2 separate regions of the Capra hircus genome follow, and region 1 is linked to region 2. Evidence: chromatin contacts called from public Hi-C data. All regions are on one chromosome and are shown on one strand. The core of a region is the stretch at or near the end of the contact, and the rest is flanking DNA. Distances in the headings are between cores, read along the strand shown. Region 1 overlaps ABTB2 (ankyrin repeat and BTB/POZ domain-containing protein 2). Region 2 holds the start of ABTB2 (ankyrin repeat and BTB/POZ domain-containing protein 2).

Region 1 (5,254 bases), core at 1,213-3,712, 160 kb before region 2:
GTGAGGGGAAGCCGAATGCCCGTTACAAACGATTTCCAAGGTGCCTGGGAAGTCTCTTGAGTTGGCCATCTATGTAGGCAGCAGAGTATGATTCGGGAGTAACCCGCTTCTTAGAAACACAGCCGAGTGGGTGGGTCTCAGGTCTGGGACAGAACAGACTGAACCACCGGTTACCGCAGCCGCTCATCACTGCGGACTCTGGTCCTGAGCCTGCCTGGCGGAGCACGTGGAACGCACCTGGTCATCCATGGTGTTCACCCCGTCGGGGCCCAGGGCTTCGATCGCCTGGCTGATGAGGTCGGTCCTTCCGCAGTTGAGCATGCGGAAGCCCAGGTCCTGGTTGAATTTTTCAGTAGCCGCTCGGGCATCCAGCCTCCGGAAGGAACTGAAACAGCATTCGGGTCTGCGCAGAGGAGACCAGGTGTTTAAGCCTGGTTGTTTCTGCTAAGACATGACCTCGCTATGAGAAGTGACACCGCTGTGCTAGGCCGATGTGCGGCATGAGGATGGCGTGGACGGGGAGGACAGGGAATTACCATCTAATCGGCTGTGACTGGCCTTGTCATGCTTGGTGACAGGAAGAGCACACGCTTCAGCTTTCTATAAACATGCTAAAGAAGTGCTCTGAGCTCTTGGGAGCTGTCAATGATCAGAAATGAAATACCCCACAAAATGATCTCTCAGGGGACTTTCTGAGGAGGAAGAAGTTCTGGTTGGGGCTTGGGCCACACACAATACTCGGTTGTGTATTTTTTTTGCACGGAGTAGGCTGTACTCGTTCTCAAGAATGGTCATTGAGGCCAAGTTCCAGTCCTCGATGCCCCATCCTCTCCCCTCCATGCTTCCTGGTGAGGCCCAGAAGCACCAAAGAGGTGGCAGAGAGTGGACCAGACTCCCAGGTGCAGCCAAGCCATCCTACCAAGGACGGCCATGGTCTGCAGAGGGTGTGCCATGGGCTTTCAATAGGTGGCTTTTGCCTGGAGCCTTGATTGGGCCACAGAGTAGAAAACATGTGTCACAGGACAAGGTCATGGCATTTACAATGGAGACAGAGAAGGGGAGGGCAAAGCGAGGCTCTCCCAGGTCAAGGATGGCCAGGGGACCGTCCCTCTGGAACAACTTCAAGAGGCCAGTCCAACACAACAGAGGCACACTGGGAAGGAAACTAAGGACTCAGGCTTGGGGCCACACAGGCCTGGCTTCAAACTGAGCCATGGTCAGCTTGCTAGCTGAGCATCTGTGGGCAAGTTACTGCTCCTCCTGATCCTCAGCTTCTCCATCTGTAAAATGGGCATTAAAGCCCCTTCTTCTCTGAGGTTGTTGAGAAAATGCACATAAAATAGGAGAGCTCAGCACCGGCCTGCACCTAGGAAGTGCTCCAGAAAGTGGTGGCAACCGCAGGGAGGAGGGCCCACTCTGCTGTGTACCCCAACAGCCCCACTGTGAGCGCTCTCTCACCCAGCATGCAAATGGGAGTCTGCTCTGTGCCAAGACCCGTGGCTGTGGAGGACACACTGGAGAGCAGCCCAGGTCCAGAACAGATCAGTTCTAACAGGTGGGCTCACGAAGAGAGCGCCTTAGAGCAGATCCAACGAGAGGGCTGCAGCCCCTGCTTTTGGCCCCCTCCCGATCCAGGAGAGTGAGGGAGCAGCGGGTTTACCCCGGCCCTCCCCACCTCACTCCTGCCCGGTTCCATACTTGAGCTGCCGGGGCTCGCAGTCTAGGCCGGGCAGCAGCAGCCGGGCCGCCTGCCGGATGTCGCCGCTGTCCACGGTGAGGCTGCGGCGGTGCTCCGCGTACGTGATGGCCACACGCATCCACTCCATCAGCGGTGGCAGCAGCATGAAGGGCCTGGGGGGCGGCAGAGAGAGAGAGAGGGTCAGGCCTGGGCAGGCGCCCCCTTGAGCACCCCCTCTCAGGACAGCCATGGAGGCTGGGCCCACCCCCCATAGACCTCTGTGAGGGGAGAGTCATGAGGCGTGGAGGGGACGTGACCTTCCTCCTCAGGGAGACCCCGATCTGTCCCCTTCCACAGGAGCTCTGTCAGGGCTTGGAAGGAATTCCTGTCATGGGCCACGAGCAGAGCCTGAGGGCCTCAGGTGGCCCAAGAGGAACTGGGGACTCTTGCCCCCTCCACAGAATTCAGGCGGGCCCTCCAGGGTGCTCGGGGGCAGAGGAAAGAGTCCCACAGGCCGTGGTGTGCTGCTGAGCCCCTTCATCACCACAGACAACACCCCGAGGCGGTTTCCTTCTTTACTTGTGAGACGAGGTGATCCCCACCTCTCAGGACTACTGGAAGGCCAAGTGAGATGACGCATATCACACTATACATGCATGGCTGACAGCCGCTCCCTCAACTGACCCCTGGGCTGAGGTGGATCTAGTCACTTCCTGTGGCAGGCTGGGCGGCCCCGTGGTGCTCCAGGTCCTCCAGGGAGGGAGCCCCAGGGCCTATGTCACACCATGGCCATGGTGTGAGGCAGCTCGGCGGCCGGGAGAGGCAGCTTAGCAAGGCTTCCGAGCTACAAACTCAGGGGGCACCTGCCGCGGGTGTTTTGTGGGCCACCAGGGGGCGCCATTCACAGGAAGGTGACTACTGCCCCCTGGTGGAGCAATATGGTGGCTCTGCCACTCAGAGCTGGTCCCTGCCCTCCCCACCAAGCTGGACTCCTGTCTGTCTGTCCTCTGCCTGTTCTGGTCTCCAACAGTGAGACCTCAGAATGCTCCACAGCCTAGCAGACCTCACGTTGCAGAGGGGCCCTGATAGCTGGTCTTGGCTTCATGCCTGTAGCCCCCATCCACACCCCCCCAACTTCCTCTGATACCCTGGGCTCCTCATGCGTTAGGTTCCTGCTGTTACCATCTTTTCCTCAGACAGGCAGAGAGGTACTCTGTCCAGGAGGAAGACCTCCATCCTTTCTCCTCAGCTTCTGAGTAAACCACCTGCGGGGAATGTCCTCACGAGACTTCCCTAAGGTTTCCAAAAGCTTAGGTCATCTTCAAAGTTTTCAAAGCTTCTCTCCTTGTGGGCAAAGGATGCCTTTTATTTATTTATTTAATAAGATAATCAGATGGGGTTTGTAAAAGTGGCTCATTTGGAAGTTATTTTGATGTCCTGGTTCTGGCGTTCTGAAAATACACCTAGATTTGAATCATTTCACTGGTGCACTGTGTGGTTCGTCACTCAGTCATGTCCAGCTCTTTGTGACCCCAGGGACTATAGCCAAGCAGGCTCCTCTGTCCATGGGGATTCTCCAGGCAAGAATACTGGCGTGGACTGCCATGCCCTCCTCCAGGGGATCTTCCCAACCCAGCGATCGGACCCAGGTCTCCACATTATGGGCGGATTCCGTCTGAGCCACCAGGGAAGCCCAAAGTGTGTTAACTGTACCAGCTGCTATGATGACAAGGTGGCCAAAGGCTGGGGAAGGCTTGCAGCCCTGGCCTTCAGGGATGCTTAGAACATCACCCCAACTTCCTTTCCAGCCCTGGCTCAAACCTTTCATCAGGACACACCAGACCATCAGGCATTCATGGTTCTCAAGCCCACCCTGGCTGTCCCCATCTCCTCGAAAGAATGAACCAGCTCTCACCTCTGCTCATCCAGATCCTCTTTATCCTTCAAGGACTGGTTCCAATGCCACTTCTTTCTAGAGGCCTTCCCACATCCCTTCTCCAATGAAAATACTCTTCCTTCTCCAAGATCCCTTAGAATTCTATTCGAGAATAAATATGTCTCATGTTCATGACTAGACTATTTCTCTTTAGACAAGAATGATGCCTCTACCATCCCTCTCCAAAGTATACCAGGCATAGGGCCTGGAAACAACAGATCCTCAGTTAAGTTGAATACTGAAAGGATGGCTAAGCATCAGGAATGTGGCAGAATACATCCGAGTTTTCAGTTCTGGACCAAGTCCTCTTTCTGCCCAGGAAAAAAAAAAAAAAAAACATGTACTTTTCAAGGGCACAATGTAGACTAGTTAAGAGTGGGAAGGCAGGACCCTTAATGGGGAGCTTGTAGAATCCAGGAAGGAACCACAATTCATTTGTGAATTACCCTCCTGTTTATAAGATCTTCCTTGGTTGTGAATGCCCATTTGAATCCCCCCCAAATATTTTGGAATTTTACAGTTCTTATACCACAGTGCTGCAAGGTAAGCTTAGAGACATACATCTACATATCAGTCCTGATTCAAGGGGAAGGCTTTATGTAATCTACCAGCACTGGAGACTGAAGGGTAAGCAAAAAGATAGTTCACGGATGTGCCAGCCATTCTTCCCTATTGTGGCCAACAGCCAAGACAAAGAGCCAAGTGTGGCCACAAACGCTCTGAGCAGCATCTCCCAGCTGCCCTATGGGAAATCCGAGAGGGAACTCAGGAAACCATGAAGTCTAATTAGATGGTGTCATGATGCATTCCCCAGACTTGTGCCTCTTACAACTCGGCACGTGAAAAGATAGAGTATTGGTAACTGGTGGGCAGATACTGGGGACTGGTTCATTAAGCCTCCAATTTACCAACTTAGCTGGAGATGTGGAAAACTGAAAACTACATTTCGCAGACTCCTTTGTAATTAGACTTCACCACTAAGACATAGCTGCATGAGATCTGATAAATGGACGTGAGGCGGAGGTCCCCCTTGTGTCTTCTTTGCTTGGTTCTACCAGCAGACCAAATCATAAAACATGAGGTATTACTTTCCCCTTGTAGAGCATTCCAGCGTCCATTTCCTGACTTCCTGAGTGCTTCAGAGACAGCAGTACTGCTACTGAAGGCAACAGCCAAACCTTGTTGACTCCAGCTTCAATCCTGAATTGCAGTTTCTGGGGTCATCTCAGAGGGAGAAACCCTCCAATAGCAAGTTTTGTATTGTTCTTGGTTGGAGTCATTCCTGGAGGTTCAGCCTTAGACCTGCTCCTTGAGCCCACACAATGATTCTTTTGGCACATAATTCCCTACATTGAATCCCTTCTTGTTGAAAACACCTAGGGTGGTTTCTGTTCTCTGAATTGCACACTGATTAATATTCTCAACATACAAAAATACTCCAGGGTTAAAGCTATCACTATGCCTCTGACTGGTGCCCACTTGTCCACATCCAAGGCCACTGCAGGCCCCCAAATGATCCTTTCAGGCCTTTCTCCTTGGCCTACCCACCAGTTGACCTGTGGCCCATAGGAAAGCAAAATGATGAGCAATTCATGGACTTTCTCAACAACATCCTTCCCTTGGCCTGTGGGTTCCAGGCT
Region 2 (5,888 bases), core at 2,770-5,269:
ATGGATTAGGGTTCTTGAATTCCCGGCTGGAAGACATTAAAAGTTTAAGAGCCCTATAGAGCTGACTCAGATGCGTGTGCCCTTGCTGTATAATTAGCAGGCATAACAACAATAAATATATAATTTGAAGGGAAGACCAGCAGGACAAGACTGTGAGCCAGCAACTCTCCCGTGTGCGGCCATTTGCCACTTAGACTTGAGCTGTGTAGACGGTAACCTTGCTGGCCTTGGCTTATTTCAGTACAACAAAGGTTTAGGATCTCTCCACTTCTTTCCTAAGCAGTTTGTGCTTCCCTCTGAAGTCAGCTCTCAGGCATTAGTAATTCATAGCCTCTCTACTAGACATTCATTTCACTTTGTCTAAAGGGACTTAATAAATGAGCCTGGTTATCGTTTACTGGGGCCACCCTCGGGTTTTCATGTATAAAAAATGAGCATCCATATTACTCAGGGGAAGTGATGCTCACCTGTCTCGCTGGAGAGCTCCCTGGGGACTGAGAAGTGAGCAGAGGGACACGCGTGCTCTGGGCATCCTGGAGATGTGTTGTCTGTCACACAAGAGCCTTGCTGTCTCAACTACATGGCTTAAGAAGGATTGTTTGGGGTGTGGGATGGAGGGGAAGAGGTCAAATCACGGGGTCAAAACCCCAGCCTGTAAAGAAAATCCCAAGGAGTGATGACCCTAGATAAGACATAAGCCCGTTCACAGAAGACACCTGTGTTCCAGCCACTTCTCACATTCTGAATTTTCAGAGGGCCCCGAGGAGGCAGCTGCTCTTAACAGCTTCAATTTACAGTTAGAAAAACCGAGAAGTCTCTCAGCCTGAGGGGCACCAGTTCTGTGTGAAGGGGATGTTTTATTTGTTTGTCACCTATTATCCACCTTAGGGCCTTGTTTTTTTCTCCTAGGAGTCTTCCTTCTTTGAGTTCAGACTGGGCCTCCCCTCAGCCAAAAGTTCAGACTGCTTCCCCGGGGCTCTGACAACCGTATGGAAATCCCCCTGCCCTCCACTTCCTCTCCTGGAGCCTGTGTTCCCCGTGCTGACGCCACAAACCTGCAGGGCAAAGCACAATTATCAGCTGTGACATCATCAGCTGAGATTCTGGACTGACCTCAACTCTGACCTAAGAGGAGGAAAATTAAAAGGCAAATGCTCTTCTTGCCATTCCTGGCATCTCCTTCCAGTTGTGCCAGAATTAAAAACAAAACCCAAGAAAGTAAAAGTCAGCCATGCTGGTAGAGACAGACTGTCTTCAAAACGAAGTCTTTACATGTCAACCGCTCCCCTTGGAAATTGGATCAATGAAAACAAAGCTGCTTCCTCTCCTCTGGGGGCTAAAAGCTTGAACTCTGGAGCCTGCCTGGGTTCAAATTCTTGTCACTTAATATCTGCGTAAGCTTGGGTTAATTACTTGACTGCTGGGTACCTCAGTTTCCCCATCTATCTAATGGGGATAATACTATAGGTACGTACTTAATAGGGTGGCTGGGATTACTTAAGTTTATAGAAACAGTGACTGACACTCTGTTAAGTGCTAATTTGAGATTTTTAGCTATTATGATTATGTAAAACACACTTAAATATGACTCCCTCTATGCCTTTTCCATACCCACCTGGCCTCTTCCTCTGTACTACTTATTTGACATTGAATGCAGCCTCTAAAATGGTCCTCCGATCAGACTGCAAGGATGTTTAGCCAAAGTAGCATTCTAGAGAACTGATGGTTTGCTGACTCCTGAAGTTGGAGTCTGGTAGGCAAGTTTACTGTTAAACCCAGGTCACACCATAACCTTTCCAGTGAAAAGGTCAAGTGCTTCCCTACCACTCTTTGCACTGAAGCTATGTCCTCTTTCAGAGAAACGCAACTACCCAGATGGTTTCTTTCTGGCACTTGACACCATGCTGTCTGCCCATCCCCCACCCCTCTTCCCCCTAGCTTGGTTGATGACTATGGGGTCATCCTTTCTTTCATCAAAGTCTAGAAGGTCATGCACTTAATACAACATAGGGTTTTAATTAATTGCTCACTTGGTTGGTGACAGCTTGGAAAGTCAGGTCTGGGAACTGGCATGTGATTCCCTTTCTGGGAAGGGGATTCAGAAGTCACCATGTTCCATCATCCTGGGCTCAGAGTCAAGAACCCACCACTACCACTCCACCTTCCCCAGAGGGCCCTGAAAGGCATCCTTCAAGCCAGCAAAGCTCAAGGTGGCAGGCCAGGTCCCAGGCATCCACTTCCCCTCCTTCCATCCCACTTAGCCAAGACTTTGCAGCCCAGACCCTCTGGCTGCTGCTACTGTACTCGACAGAACTAGGACCGAACCATAGCTGATCTACCCCGTGGTCGGGGGAAAGAGGCCAACTACAGACCCATCAAGCAAGGGGGAGGGCCGCAAGGCAGTCCGAGAGAGGTTCAGGGATGGCTTCATCAAGAGGTTCAATCAGTGAATGGCCCCCAACGGCGACAACACGACGCACAACAGGAAGCAGATCAACCACTACTTTCCCCTCCGAAAGTCAGTCGCGGAAAGAACAACCTCGGAAAAGACTCTTTAATGAACTCCACTACCCAAAGACCAAGCGCTTTCTCTCAGGTCTTGACTCTCCTTAGTCCTAGGAAATTCACCCCCTGCGTAGCCCAGGTTGGACTTCCCTCCAACCCAGTCCACGGGTCCAGAGCCCACGCGCTTACCATTGGCGTTCTTGCCGCAGATGAGATGCTCATAGGGCTGCAGGACGCCCCAGAGCTCGGCGTCATTGTTGATGACCATTTCCAGGGCCTCAGCGGACACCTCCCCGCCTCCGGCCCCTCCGCCGTCGGGGCTCTGGCTGGCGAGCACCCTGGCCCGGATCTCTTCCACCAGATTCTCCATGCAGGCGGTGAGCGAGATGGCCGCGTACTCGTGGATTCTCACGGAGATGCGGGTGTCCACCATCCAGCGAAAGAAGCGGCCCACTGAGAAGGTGAGGCCGCAGCGCGCAGACTTGCCCCGGCGCAGCCCGTCGCCCGCGCTCATGCTGTATAGGGACAGGGCCTTGACCGCGGCCAGCGCGCAGCTCTCGGCCAGTGCCCAGCTGTGCACTAGGCGCACGGCGCTTTGCACCTCGAAGCGGGTGCACTTGGCGTGCAGCACGCTCAGGCGCTGCGCCTCGCGGGCCACCCGGATGAGCGCCCGGCGGAGCAGCCCCGCCAGGCGCCTGACCGCCTCGGCGGAGAACAGGGGCTGCCGCCGGCCGCCGGCACCTTTGCGAAGGACCCGGGCCACGTCTCCCTCGGTCCAGGGGAACTCCTCCAGTTCGGGCAGGCGCGGGCAGCGCGAGAAGAGGTCGGCCACTTCGGGGTCCTCGGGCAGCACCGTGTTCACCGTGTCCCAGCTGTTGTGGCGGCTGTTCATGGAGCCGGAGTAGCACCACCAGGCCGCCCCGCGGTGTTGCTGCGCCGAAGAGTTGAGCGCCTGCGAGTTGGACTTGGAGGACGAGAGGCTGAGCGAGCGGCACGAGTCCCCGGCCCCATACCCGGAGTCCAAGGTCAAGTCCTCCAGCGTCTTCAAAGTGGAGCTGTACGTCCCGGCCATGGGGAGCCTGCCCGGGGCGGCCTCGCCGAGGGAGGGGCGCTCACAACTCCATGAGCCCTTCCCCAAGTGGGCAGAAACAAGCTCTAGGCTCTCCGGGGCGCCCTCCTTTCTCTCGGCACCGCAGGGCTCGGCGGCCGCATCGCCAGCCCGCCTACCCGGCGGCCGCAGGAAGGTGGGCGAGATTCGCGGCGGCCAGAGCCCCACGCTCCCGGCGTCCCGATTCCGAGCTGTCACTGGAACGATCCTCCGCTGCTCCTCCTCCGCAATCCCCCTGGTCCACCTCAACTTCCCTGAAGCAGAGCGTCTATCCTCCGCAGAGAAGGGATCCCGAGAGAACAGGGCGGCGGCGATCGAAGGAGGCGGCTCCCGGGGTTGCGCGAGTCCGGGACCGACCGGCGAGAAAGCTCTCTGCAAACTTCTGCGCGGAGCCAGCCGCCCGCACAGCTGGGTACTGGGCTGCCGCCGGCATGCAAATAACCCGGGCGGCCCACCAATCATTGGCCGCGACGGGCAGGGGCTGCACCAATGATCTCCCAGAGGGGCGGTCACTTTGCTGATTTCACTCCGCCGCCCGTGAAACCCAGCGCCAGCAGAGGCGGGGCTGGAGGCCGAGGGTCTGGAGGAGCCGCCGAAGGCTCGGTGGAGGAGGGGGAAGGAGATGGCGAGTGAGCGACCTGGCGGCTGGGAAAAGGGGGATCGAAACGTTAGGCTCGGGAGCTGACGAATTAAAGAAAGAGGTAAAGGAAAAGCCACTGTGTGTTGCCACCTTCCCGCCGTCCAGGCTTTGGGCGTCCGCAGCTCCTTTTCAAACCCTTTTGGTGCCGAACACCAAAAGCCAGCGAGTCGAGTAAGGGTAGGGGAGCAAAAGGTTTGGGACTAGGGGAGGGGACCGAGGCCTGGGGGAGGGGACCCAAGTCAGACGCCCCACCTCTCTCAAGAATTTCTGCCAAGCCCCTCCCCCTTTCCCGAGACGAAACTCCAGTTGTATTTGGAGCGAGGAGTTTGCCCCTGTTTGCTTCTCTTTCCAAATCCGTCTGGTTTTCTTTACATTGCTTTCTAGGCTCCAATCAGAATAGAAATTCTTCTTAATCTGGCATCTGATAAATGGACAGCCTCCAGAGGGCTGCGATTCCGCCCTCACCTCTCCACGCCACTTGAAATATTATACACGCAGTAGTCTGAGTGCTACTCCTGGGAGAAGGCCTTAACTGATCAGATTTGCAAGAGTCGGTGACTTTCCTGTTAAACTGTACAAAGCCGCTTGCTGTGTTGAGTCCTTCTTGTGCTTCGTGTCCGAGTGTGTGTGCTGTGGGGGGGGGGGGGAGGGCAGTGTATTACACACGTGCGTAATGGGTGTGCGAAAATGAAAAACGTCCCTAGTTGTGGCCTGGGCTTGGAACACCTGGCTGAACGCACCTCTTCCTAACGGTGTGCCCTCAGGCGAGCTCTCTGCTCGGCTCAGCACTCGCTTTCCTTCCGGGGTAAAATGAGAGCTGACCTCCAAGCAGCACCGTTGTAAACCTGTCTTATGCACTCGTCCAGAGGCGGTATCCAGCAGATCCATGCCCGGTCCCACCCTGGCCCGCCACTGTCCTGTAACTAGTCACAGACACGTGCACGAACGTGGACACGCCTCCTCCTGTGGAGCCACAAAAGCAAGGAGGAGATTGTGCAAGCATTTCCCCCAGGTCAGCCTCCTCCTGCGCTCTTGAATAGCTGCTTTGTACTATATCTCGCAGGGTTTTGACCTTGGGCCGTGAGTTGCATACGAACTAGAAATGTCTGGTTTCTCTCTCTGCTTCTTAAATTAATTGCCCTTTCCCGGTGAAACTCCTTTTGCTTTGGCAGTTTCGACTTAATTTTGCCTTCCAGCGCATCTTTATTTATGCAATACCGCCACCTGGTGGTTACAACTGGGAATGGCGTCAAGGCTGGAAGTATTGATACTAATGAACGATGCTAAGTCCGCAGGGACCAAATCAAGAGGACACAAGATGTGACTACATCTTCTATAACAGAGATAGGAAGTCAAAGTAGGTAAGGATATTCAATTTGTTTAAAAGTGTGAAAAGAAATTTGATGCGATTTAAATCTTATTAGGGGAAATATAATAGCAAAGCAAATGTCGCCCTCTAATGGACATTTAGAGAAAATAAATTCGGCCAAGTTTTTTTTTTAATCGGGTTTTCTTTCTTTTTTTAAAATCATTTTGTTCTGCGCCTCCATAAAAAATTAACCCTAAAATAGGTAGCGACTGGGAAGCGGCTATATAACACAAGGAGCCCAGCCTGGAACTCTGTGAGGACCTAGA

What was found. A called contact is a pair of places that touch in the nucleus more often than the background predicts.
Region 1: a contact with region 2 is called in a Hi-C map of blood, with 4 times the contacts expected there. The contact joins the enhancer-like site here to the promoter of ABTB2 in region 2. A contact is called at or near these places in 4 of 5 Hi-C or Micro-C datasets (blood and liver).

What each region holds. Positions count from the first base shown.
Region 1 is chr15:18,154,704-18,159,957 of ARS1.2, reverse strand. It overlaps ABTB2 (ankyrin repeat and BTB/POZ domain-containing protein 2), which reads right to left. Exons shown (of 17, transcript XM_018059255.1): 4 at 1,699-1,851; 5 at 238-403. Among named protein-coding and RNA genes, the nearest start is that of NAT10, 68 kb to the left of the region's middle. Within about 2 kb of position 2,462, at least 1 of the 5 cell types and tissues checked has an H3K27ac peak or open chromatin away from gene starts, as enhancers often do.
Region 2 is chr15:17,995,862-18,001,749 of ARS1.2, reverse strand. It overlaps ABTB2 (ankyrin repeat and BTB/POZ domain-containing protein 2), which reads right to left and starts at 4,019. Exons shown (of 17, transcript XM_018059255.1): 1 at 2,695-4,019. The coding sequence starts at 3,577.